2 separate regions of the Muntiacus reevesi genome follow, and region 2 is linked to region 1. A link is a contact called in public Hi-C data. All regions are on one chromosome and are shown on one strand. The core of a region is the stretch at or near the end of the contact, and the rest is flanking DNA. Distances in the headings are between cores, read along the strand shown.

Region 1 (6,027 bases), core at 796-3,295:
AGTTGGAGAATTCACATTTATTGAATAAATTGTTGTGATACAAGATGGAATTTCTGAATTCCCAATAAATAAATTTCACTTTTTGAACATTTGATCTGTTACTTTTTAGCACCAACAGGCTTGGTAACAGCCTGAAGTTAACCTGACAGAGGGCTGACAACCTTCCCCCACTGGCCCTTCAGTCTGCTTAGTAAGTCCTTTGCTGCTTGTGTCATTCTTCCAGGGGATGGCTTACTGCCCTCCTTTCTGTACAATCTGGGCAAACCGACTGGTGATAGCAAGAGTAGTGTCAATGAAGCGGTCCACACAGCTAGAGAGACAATTTTCAGTGCGAGAGTCTAAGCGATTTCCTGGCTTCTCCACACATTTATCCCAACATAGCTCCATGAAGTGATGCACCTAAGAGGAAAGAAAAAAAATAACTATTTGAGGTCTGCTGACAGGCTTTATCTCTGAATTTCCTTCCCATTTTTCTCACTTTCTGTCACCTGACTAAACTGTTCTTTGACTCTTTCCTCACTTCCTGATTTGTCACCAATACAGTCCAACTCCTCATTCCTACCCTGTAACAATACTTTCATCCTTTCCTTGTCTAGTTTTCTCCTCCTCAGTAACTGAAAAATAGGTACTTTTGATCAAGTCACCCCAGTGCTGGGCCTAATGCATGTTTCTTTGTCAGTCACTCAGGGCACTCCCTTATTTAACACCCAACCAATGTGTTTCAATGAGGTAGGTTCACACACAGCATACTTAACTTAGCCCTCAATACTCCTCCCTAAAGGTTTTTCCAGTTTATCATCACCTCCTTGACAGCACCATTATTTTCTGTGTCACGTCCTTAATCAGATTGTAAAAACTGCAGGCAGAATTGATACCTTCTTTATTTCCAAGCTAACACCAGTGTAAGCTGGGAAAGCTATGGTACCAATTAATTCCCCCAAACCACTGCACTCATCTCATTCTAAGCCTATTCCTTAGAAGTTCTTAAGTTGTTAACCTTTTGGGGGTCAGGGACATAAGTTGAGAATCCAATGAAGGTTATGGACCCATTCTACAGAAAAATGCTCACAGGAAATGTGTGTGCTTTCAAAATGTTCAGGTCCAAAGATTTCCAACCAGGGTTCTCGCCACTTATCTTCCGCGAGCCCTCCCCTTCCCACCAACTCCACTCCCGGCGGGGAGTAACCATTTACCAAGGGCTTAACTATTTCGGGAGGCTGGGGTCCTAAGTAGTACGTCAATTCTTTTTGAGGTCCTAAAGAATGTCACCTCCATTTAAGAGGCACGGTAAGTAAGAAGTCCAAAATCATGCAGTTAGTAAAGGTCAACGCCGGGGCTGGAACCATGCTCCGAAGCTCTTGTTCTAACCTGATAGTCTAGACTGACTACTTCAGGGCCCACTTTCATCCAATGATGCTCTACTACTCTATCGTTTTCAAATACATTATTGCATATGATCCTCGACATCCTGTGAGACAGCAGGCGACTGTGAAACCAAGACCTAACGGTGGATGGGTGTTGTGTTTAGGGGCACGTGGCCTGTAGGCGACAGAGCAGTATGAGAAGTTGGGTCCTCCCAATGCCAGCCTAGAGAGCTCGCCACCAAACTAGGCTTCCGTGCACTTGCGTCGCCCGAACCTTTTTGCTTCGCTTTACACCTTCTCTTTCCCCTACGCTAGGCTCACAGGGCACCTGAGCACTGCAGGTCACCAGCGGCAGAAGTGACTCGTTTCTTTAGTGAGCAGAACCACGCGCAGCAAGCACGGAGTGGCGGGCGGCCGGCCCGCGCCGCCAGCGTTCAGAGCTCCGCGAGTGCCCGGGACTTGTACTTCATCCTCCTTTCTCTTCACACTAGTCCCTGTCCCCGCACCTGTGCAGTGAACTGCGCTTTCTGCTGTTCGGCCGCCACCAGGCGTTGCAACTCGGCTTCGTCCGCCTCACCCAGCTCCGCCATCGTCTGTGTCCGGTTACCGACCTTCCGAAGAGTTATCTGCGCATGTGCGGCGGGTCCGCCGACCCCGACTTCCGGTTCACGCGGCGTTTTCCTTTTCCATGTTTTCTTCCCGTCATCGCGGGCGGATGTTGTCGTATGACTGCTTCCGGGTTGCTGGTTAACCTTGAACCTTCAGGAGCGACATGGCGACTCTCTGGAGGCTGAGTGTCCTTTGCGGCGCCAGAGAAGGGCGAGGTGAGGGCAGCCGGAGGTTCTTAGCACAGCCTCCAGCCGGGGGAAGGGATGCGGTTAGGATTCGTCTGCTGGGCGGTGAGACCTTTTGAACAGGGGGTCTCTCCTTTCCTTTGGCCACAGCTTGACCAGCGTTCTCTTCGGGTCCAGATGTCCACTCGAGTGCATGTTTCCCCTGCTCTGGGCTGACGTGGTGATGGGGTAGTTTGAAAGTTATAGTCCTGCTGCGGCTGTGTTCACAGTTGTCTTTTTCTCCGCATTCCCTGTCTTTGGAATGTTCCCACCCTGAATCAGGAAAGAGTGTCAGTGCCTAAGCCCCAATTTACCTATTGGTCGTTTCCCTTGGAGTTCAGTTCGCTAATCATTTAAGGGGGCATTTGTGTTATACAAGGTACTGTAGTATGATGGGTTAAAAATGTGAGAAAGCGTAGTTCCAACCCTTAAAGAGTTTCCATTTTTACAGGAAAAACTCATATAAGCATAATATGACATGAAGCAGAAACTGCAGCACAGTATCTAAGTTGTATGCCAGTCCAGAGGACTATACTAGCTCTGTGTTTTGGAAGGATTATCCTGTCTCACTTCCTGAAGGAGCTGTACCTGATTGAGTCTTGAGGGTAAGGAAGCCCACAGGAAGAAGGGCATTACAGTTAGAGCTAGTGGGATGAGCAGACGCAATGATGAAAGGCATAGAAACTGCTTTTTGTGAGAGAAAACAAATCGGATATTAGAACATGAAGCTCAAGGTGAGGAATGAGTTGGTTTTGGAAAAGTGAACTGAAGTCAAATCTCAGAAAAATTTGTCTTGATGTGGAATATGCATTTTTCTTTGTGTGAAGGGGAGCCGGTGAAAGATTTGACATAGATTTGCAGTTAGATTTACCACCTTGGTAACTGGGTGATTTATTGATGGCCATTATGGGAGACGGGACAAGCTAAGACCTAAGTTAGGAGGTGAATTGAGACACTTATTGTAGTAGTCTAGGCAGGTATGGTGAGCTCCTTAACTTGGAAAGTAATACGTAAGAGAAGATTGCCTCAAGAAATGCTAAGGAGTTATATTAGTATGGTTTGGTATTTGGCTGAATTTAGAAGGGAAGTCTTACATGATTTCCAGATTTCTGGCTTAGGTTGAAGAGTGACTGGGGTATCATTAAATAAAATGAGGAACATGCAAATGAGAGGCAAGTCTGAATGAGAAATCAAGTTGAACGGTGATTTTAGTTTTTGCCATAGTGAGTTTGAGGACCAGGTGTGGTAACTCAGGGGAGAGAGCTTGCAGGTACTCAAACTTCCAGAATTCTGGCGAGAGATCAGGCCTGGTGGTACAGAGTTGAGTGTCACCAACCTAAAGGCTCTAAAAGTTGAGTGGACAAAATGTCTAGGGGTGGGTCTAGGCAGCAAGGAGAGCAAAGGGCAGATGATAGACTCCTGGGTGAGCATTTAAGAGCAGATGCAGGAGGAGACTGATATATAATGATCAGAGAATCAAAGGGAGAAGCTGAAGAGAGTTCTGTCAGAGAAAAGAAGGGAGAAGCGGCCACCAGTGCCTCATGGTGCAGAAAGGCCCAGTAAGATGAAGACTGTTGGATGTGGCCACATGAGAACATTGGTGATTCATGAAGGCAGCTTTGGTGGGGATGAGGACAAGTTGCAGGCCTCGAAGAATTTTAGGGAAGTGAGGAAGTCAACGTGATTTAGACAACACTTTAAAGAAGCATGTTTAGAAAGAGAAGAAAGGAGGGGAGGACTGCATGGGCATTATAGGACATAGGATGAAGGGAGGGGTTAAGTATATTACATCAGTTGAGGGAAAATGGTCAGTAGGAAGAAAGGAGGGGTTAAAGATACAGGAGAGAAATTATCTTTTATTGAGTGTTTATAACATTGTGGGACTTAGGCTGAACATCTTACATATATTATTTAATTTTCAGCAGAGTATTATGAAGTAAGTACCAATGTTTTCATTTTACAAATGAGGACATTGAGGCTTGGAGAGCCTATTTAACTTAATTGCCCATTATCTCATGGCCGGTATTGATAGGCTTGGGTGTTCTTAGGTCTGCCTAGTTTTCAATCAAGAGACAAGATCTATAAGAGGACAGAAAGGGATGAGTTCAAGAGTGCAAGCACAGAAATTGATCTTGAAAAAGAAAGTGGTATTTCCCAAGCTAGGCTGAATTACTTGAAGACAAAGACTTTGTCTTTATCTCTCTTGCTGTTGTGCAGAGCATAATTTTGTGTGTAGTAAAATTTTGTTGGATGAGTAGATGAATGAGAGGATAAAAGAGCCATAATTAATTTTTAAGAATTGGTCCGAGTGAAGCCCTTTTTGCAGAAGTGCTCGTTGATTTATCAGTCTTTCCATGGCTGCTTAGTCTAGTCTCACAGCAAGCCAGTGAAGTAGATGCTGTCCACATTTTACAGATTAGATGGTTATTCCCTCTTTGGGGTTAAGTAGCTTACCTATGGGTCTTCCTTGGTGGCTCAGTGGTAAAGAATTGGCCTGCAATGCAGGAGACCTGGGTTCGATCCCTGGGTTGGCAAGATCCCTTGGAGGAGGGCATGGCAATGAGAATCCCATGGACAGAGGAGTCTGGCAGGCTGCATGCAGTCCATAGGGTCACACGGAGTCAGACATAACTGAAGCAGCTGAGCAGCAGCAGCAGCTTATCTCTGGTCATTTAGAAAGTCTCAATCCCATTACAGGGAAGGTGGTTATGATTCCCTTGATGTCTCTTTCCTCAGCTCTGTTCCTCCGAACCCCAGTGGTCAGACCAGCTCTTGTCTCAGCATTTCTCCAGGACCAACCTGCCCAAGGATGGTGTGGAACACAGCATATTCACCTGTCACCCAGCCACCATGGTATGTGCCTCTTTGTCTGGGCCGATTATCATGCCTTTGGCAGGGCTTGCTCTCTGAGGGGAACTCTTGTGTCCAGCTCTGTCGAGTGAAGACCTAGTCTACACTTTTGGGCATACAATGCTAACATGGTTGAATGATGCCATTTCCACTTATACAGAACCTTCTGGACTAAGTCTTTAAAAAAATTTTTTAAGTTTCTTAAAAGAAAATAGCTCTGTAGGGGGAATTTGTTCAATGTAGTTTAGTTACCTTTATTTTTTGGAGAGGAGCCAGATCCAAATAATTTAGAATAGCAGACAATTTAAAAAAATCTTACATATTTATAGCTATAATAATGTGCTTGTTTTTATTTAGGTTGCTATTAAAATCATGTTATTTCTTGGATGAATACTATTTAGATATTATTAAGTCTTAGAAAATCCGTGAGTGAGTAATGAGGTAACTATTTTCATTTTTAAAGTCTGGAAACATCAGTATTTTATAGAGATAAAGACATTTGGTTCTTAAGTCTGTCACTTGAAACCCACATCTGAGTTATGAATAATTATGCAAGTATAGTTTTTCTGCTATTTAGAATTATTTTATCTTTGAAAAGATTTTGTTGATGAACTTTGCTTTGTTCAGTTAGATTTAGTAGAGCGATTTTAACTTGTGGTGCATGGGACCGAAGGAAAGTCCTCAAGGTTGTGTACATAGTTTGTAACATGTGTATCTATGTGCATTTTTCCAGGAAGTAACTCCATCATTAATAAAACATTCCCAAAGGGGTATGTAACAACCCCCCCCAAAAAAAAGAGGCTTTCAGAGAGATGTTTAAAGCCCATTTTATTTTTACTTGTTTAAAAGAAAGTTTCATGTTCCTTCTCTATATTGGGCTATTTATAAGTAACAAAACAGAAGAAGAACCATGATCCTAAAAGTTGACATTAGAACTGTGCTTCTCTTTGAATTGACAGGCTTAATTTTCTTTTGGGAGG
Region 2 (5,996 bases), core at 1,580-4,079, 160 kb before region 1:
CAACCCAGGGATCGAAATCATGATTCTTGCATCTCCTGCATTAGCAGATGGATTCCTTACCACTAACACCACCTGGGAAGTCCCATCTATCCACTCATTTTTTTAGATTCTTTTTCTATATAGGCCATTACAGAGTACTGAGTAGCGTTCCTTGTGCTATACAGCAGGTCCTTATTAGTTACATATTTTATATACAGAAATATGTGTCAGCCAGTCCCAGTCTCCCAGTTTATACCCCCCGACCCTTTAGAACTGTAAGTTTGTACTCTACATCTGTAACTATTTCTGTTTTGTACCTTTTTTTTTTTAGATTTCACATATAAGTGATATAATAAGATATTTGCAGATAATATGAAAAATATTAATTATAAAGAGGCTGTGTAGGTCAGACTTATAAGTATTCACAGCACAACATCGTTAACAATTAATGTAGCATCCATTCAATGTATGACTGGCTGATTATTTACGTTTCTGGTAAAATCAGGTTACCTGTTCAGTTTTCCTATGAGTACTTCTGGTTCCAGAAAAGAAAAAAACTGGTCACCCAGTTTGATCCTACAGATTCTTGGTTGCAAACTTTCAAAGGGTAAGCTCCAGGTGAAGATATGGTTCAAGGCACCTTCTATATGAAAGGACTTATCTTGACTCCTGGCAAAATAGCAGTCATTGAGTCTGTCACTGTTAAAGAAAGCAATTAATCCTAAAGACTGAATCAAGAAATTAGCAAGAAAAAGTGTCAATGGGGTTTTTTATCAGTAGTGAAAGACATGGAAAAAGCTTAGATCTCTATTATTACCTACCTATATCCAGTGCACTTGTACCCTGGCACAGCCTCACAGCTGAAGGGATGCACATCACTTAAAATGAATCCCCCCAGAGCAGCCATAGCAACCACTTGCCAACTGTTGTGCCATTCTCTCATTGGCTTATCAGCAGGAGTCCCACCTTGTCCTCTACATAATGCCACATGGATTTCTCCGTCCTCTGCAAGAACATCTGCACAGCTAAAGGGGATAAGGAAACACCAATCATTTACCAGAAACAAGTAGGAGTTAGCTGTATATATATGGTTTGTCTGTGAGATAATTAAAATCCAATCATATCTATTTGCAAAGATCTATTAAGACTTCAAACATGCAAAAAAAGGAGCTGGAAGTAAGTAAGAATTTAAACTCAATGCTCAACTCGTAACTAATACTAGGGGCTGACCAGAAAGTTATCCAGCTTCACATTGCTATTGTTCACCTATATTTCATTGAAAAGTCAATGTCTATAAAATTCCTAGATGTGATTCAGTGATCAGGCTGTTCTTTCCCATTTAGAAAGCTGTCCGTTCCACTCCCCTCCTGCTTGTTAAAATTTTACTTGTACTTGAAAGACTAACTTAAAATACTGCCTCTGTGCAAAGTTTCATGATAACTATGTTTCATGTTTTGGTATAATAGTATAAAGCACTGTTTTAAGTTCACAATAATTGTATGAGGTAGTTATGTTAATATCTTCCGTTTACGGATGAGGAATCAAAAGCAAATTAGGATCAAGTAAACAATCACAAAACCCACAAAGCTCTTAAGTGGTGGGTGGGGATTTGAATGCAGATAGTTTGGCTCCTAAATTAGTTTATACTGGCTACTATCATTTTGCATTATCAAAAATAGGCGATCCTCCCTTTTAAGGCCCAATAGTACATGTTTGCACTTGTACTTAGCATTTAGGGTTAAACGTCTGCCTCTCCAACTAGACTGTGGGTTACTTTGGAGCAACACGTTCTCTTATATGTCCTATTTCCCACACTAACATGTCTGAGTGCAGGAACTATGCAATGTACATCTTAAAAACATTTCACTTGTGAGTGCTCAGCTCTCCTCACCTCCGGAAAAACTTGGCAAGCAGTTCCCTGTTCTTAGCTACTCCAGCTTTGCGCCCGCAGTGCGGAAAGTTAAAATAAATTAGATCAAATTCTCTGTCTTGCGGTTCAAAGGCATCTGCCAGGTGGGTGCAGTCCACACCGAAGCGTACCTCGTTACCTGGCACGAAATATAGACAGAAGGATGTGATAAAGCCATGTCACAAGAGAAAAACCCTCCCTAACACAAGGTGCAAAACAGCCCAAGTCCAGGCACACAGCAGGTTGTCTGTAAATGTCCATGGGAAGATGAAGTGAGTGTGTGCGAAGTCGCCTTGGTCCAGTCAGACTCTTTGAGACCTTATGGACTGTAGCCGGCCAGGCTCCACTGTCCAAGTGATTCTCCAGGCAAGGATACTGCAATAGGGTGCCATGCCCTTCTCCAGGGGATCTTCCCCACCCAGGGATCGAACCCTCATCTCGTTACGACTCTTGCATTGGCAGGCGGGTTCTTTACCACTAGAGCCACCTGGGAAGCCCCGTGGAAGACCAGGAGCAACGGCCAAGTTCCCTGAATCCCCAGTGTTCCCACCCTTTCCACTTTGGGGGGCGCCACAGCTGGGCGGGGCTTCGTAGAGGGCTGGGCTTCGCTACCTCGCTCGCGCAGGCGTTGTAGGTTCTCTTGGGCCACCAGATCCTGGGCCAGGTCCGCTGGGCGCTGGGGACAGGTGGCGGTTAGGCTGGTGTTTGGATCCAGGGTCTCACTCAAAGCGACGGCAAAAGAGAAATTCCCCTCCCCAACCAACAGGAGGCGCCGCGGGGCCATGGCCCCCACGTGCTCCCGTCTCAAGTTCTCCGAGGCGCTCTTTTTTTACGTCACTTCCTTCGCGAGTCTCTTGTGGCCCCACCTATTCACACGTAGCTGGTTGATGACGCGTAACAGCGTCTGGTTGTCTTGACAAACTGGGGTCGCGACGTCCCGAGTAGGAAAATAGCCATGAGAGCAAGAGCGAGACTCCGGCCACCCAGCTCCCTCACTCCCTCACCCCATCGGAAGTGTTAAATGCTTTTGAGCCCAAGGGCGGCCCTGAGCGACTTCGTCACACCTGCCTGAGGGTCTTGAGCAGTCACTAGCCTCGGGGGTGGGGGAGGGGTGGAGGGGGAACAGGTCGAAGGTGAAGTGAGTTCTGAGTGAAGGAAGCAGGGCCGGGCTGAGGCCAAGGAGAGATGGTGCTGTGTTCTGCATCCTGACTCAGAGGATTTTGTAACAGCCTTCATCTCATCCGACATGACTGCAACAGATTATCGTTGTTATTCGGAGTTTTTCCAGGTGCTTCTTTCCCCTACCTTTTATGCATTCAAAAAGTGTTGAGTGTCTGTTATGCCCCAGGCCTATGAAGGCTGTTCGATATATGGAGGAACAGGATGTGGCCTATGACTTCTCTGAGCTTGTAGTGTGGTGGAGGATGCACGACGAAAGAGACAATTCTGCTATAGTGAGATGCAGTACCATGAATGGAGTTATTCAGGTCGCTGAGGAGCACACTGAAGAGGACCCTTACCAAGTTTGGGGATGGAGTGGAAAGATTTCGTGGATGAAGTGCACCTGAGTTGAAAGCTCAGGGAAGTGGGGGCGGGGGGACTACACCTTACCTGAGTCAGGAGGACTGAAAAGGCAGAAGTAACAATAAATGCAAAAGCATGATGGAAAAACACAGTAGCTGAGTTTGACTGAAATGTAGTCTGAGGGAGAGTGCATAACAGATGAGACTGAAAAGCAGGGACCAGATCATGTAGGCATTTTTTACAGCCTGAACCTTACTCTGAAACCAGTGGCCAGCCACTGAAAGATTTTTAAGTAGGGAGATGACACAATTAGATTTTCATTTTCAAAAATTATGCTTTCCTATGGAGAAAGGATAGGAGAAGAGCAAGGTTGGTGGCAAGGAGTCCAGATAGAAGGCTACTGCAGTAATGGAGACTAGGGCTGATAGTGATCTGAATTGAAACTTGGTAGTGGAGATGGAGGGTAGTGCACTGATTCAAAAATCAACAAGACCTAGTGATTGAATAGATGTAAGGGAGTTGAAAGAGAAACCAAGAATCAAAGATAAGCCCCAGGTTTCAGGTTTGGACAACTAAGTGGGTGGGGATGTCTGTCCTTAACAGCCCCAGGGACACTGTCATCTTGATCTGCAGTCTGAGTCCTTGGCCTGTTGGACTTTGTGGGATCAACTGCTCTTAGTGGTCATGCTGTTTGTTGACATAAGTGCATGCATCTGTCTTCACAAAGGCCCATGACATGCGGGCAGTTACCTTTAAACTTACAGTGTTGGCTTTGTCTCTAGCTGTGGAAAGGTGGGTGGGTGATGACTACCAAATCATGGCCACCTGGTGATCTGGGTGATCTAAATTCTTTCTTTGCCTGGTGAACTGGGAAGGCCAGGTTTAGTGTCATCTCTTCTTTTAAAGAATATGGAATGTCAGAGTAAGGTTTGCTGTTACTCTGCTATAAAATCTTCAATCACAAGCTCCTCAACTTCAAAGTATTCATCTTCAGAGAAGGTATTGTCTTGCTCCTAAGCCAAGGAACCAGACTGAACTTTTAACCAAAATTAGAAATGGTTAGGCTTTTGATTCCTTATCCAAAAAGTTGAAATTCAGACATTGGTTATCTGATATGTGCAAATTACTATTGATTGGGAGGGTATACAGAGGGAGAGGGTGCAGTAATGAAAAAGTGACAGATCTTGTCCTCAAGGGATGCATAGTTCAGTGTAAAAGATTCCACACTTCCTTGAAGAACTCTAACATGTGGTATAAAGTTATGGATATATAGAAGTGTGAAGATAAAGTTCTCTGTGAGACAGTTGAAAGAAGTTAACTTGAGGTAAGGCATCATGAAAAGGGAACGCTGTATCCTAAGATGTGGCATTTGAGCTGGGCGGAAAGGAAGGAAACCATCATTTTGTTGATCATTGATCTATCGTATTATCTAGTTATCCAGCTCTCACTTCTCTCTCTTCTCTTCGATGATAGCAGTACTTATTCCTTACATTCTTACACCTCAAAATCACCAGAATATTTTCTAGTTATCCAATAGTATTAGGGTACTGAAGTTCTCTTACCTTTTGGGTGGGTGCATTTAATCTATTTAGTCATCTACTACTGCTGATTGAGAGGGTAGGTCAAAGAATTTATGAACTTGGAAGGAAACAGGACGATAACTATTAAACTGAGAGGAAAGTCTAGATCTTTAGAAGGTGTACTTATGCTTGGCCAAGAGAAAGGGATATGCTTTCTGCTCTCTGGTTTGTGCAACAAACTTTTCTATTGCCACCTTTTTCCAGAGACAGGTCCTTGCCTGTTTCCTTACAAACCCACACTATGGCAGCCTCATTAACGCAAATGGCCATGCTGAAGTATGGACGGATTGGAATGATATGTCCAAGTTTTTCCAGTATGGATGGAGATGCAACACTAATGAAGATGCCTATTCAAACCGTACCTTGATGGGCAACTGGAACCAGGAAAGATATGACATAAAGAATATCGTGCAGCCCAAACCCTTGCCTTCCCAGGTAATTGAACTTTCTCTTCTTTGTTTTCTTCTGTTAGCAAAAGAAATAGCAATGGCCATTTGAGAAACAGGAATCTGATAACTTCCAATGCTGAGATCTTTCAGGCTTCTGTTTAGTGAATGGTTATCCCACTTTACTATCAAGCTGAATATTATGTTATTGTAAGGCTTCCCAGGTGGCTTGGTGGTAAAGAATCCGCCTGCAAGACAGGAGATGCAGGTTCAGTCCCTGGGTCGGGAAGATCCCCTGGAGAAGGAAATGGCAACCCACTCCAGTATTCTTGCCTGGGAAACCCCACGGACAGGGGAACCTGGCGGGCTATAGTCCATTGGGTTACAAAGAGTTAGACATGACTTAGCCACTAAACAACCGCAAGGTAATAAAAGGATGAGCATCATGCTTTTTCTCTTGCTTTTCTTTGGACTTCATTAGTCTACAGAAATATTTATATAATGTCTTCTGATTCAGGTAAGTTTCTCCTCTGGTCCCTGCCAGCTAGATTTGCCATTTATCTTCATCTTGCCCTGAAATCTCCTAAACAAACATACACAGGATATAAAGATTGGTAG

Evidence for each region. A called contact is a pair of places that touch in the nucleus more often than the background predicts.
Region 2: a Hi-C map of muscle shows a contact between it and region 1, with 4 times the contacts expected there. The contact joins the promoter of CFAP68 here to the promoter of SDHD in region 1. A contact is called at or near these places in 2 of 3 Hi-C or Micro-C datasets (blood and muscle).

What each region holds. Positions count from the first base shown.
Region 1 is chr9:69,185,370-69,191,396 of mMunRee1.1, reverse strand. It overlaps SDHD (succinate dehydrogenase complex subunit D), which reads left to right and starts at 2,045. Exons shown (of 3, transcript XM_065944743.1): 1 at 2,045-2,188; 2 at 4,934-5,050. The coding sequence starts at 2,137. TIMM8B (translocase of inner mitochondrial membrane 8 homolog B) reads right to left here and starts at 2,016. Exons shown (of 2, transcript XM_065944744.1): 1 at 1,871-2,016; 2 at 3-399. The coding sequence starts at 1,954. The coding sequence ends at 232.
Region 2 is chr9:69,348,343-69,354,338 of mMunRee1.1, reverse strand. CFAP68 (cilia and flagella associated protein 68) reads left to right here and starts at 2,829. Exons shown (of 4, transcript XM_065944515.1): 1 at 2,829-3,176; 2 at 5,197-5,427. The coding sequence starts at 3,135. FDXACB1 (ferredoxin-fold anticodon binding domain containing 1) reads right to left here and starts at 2,684. Exons shown (of 4, transcript XM_065944241.1): 1 at 2,501-2,684; 2 at 1,871-2,027; 3 at 801-1,004. The coding sequence starts at 2,672.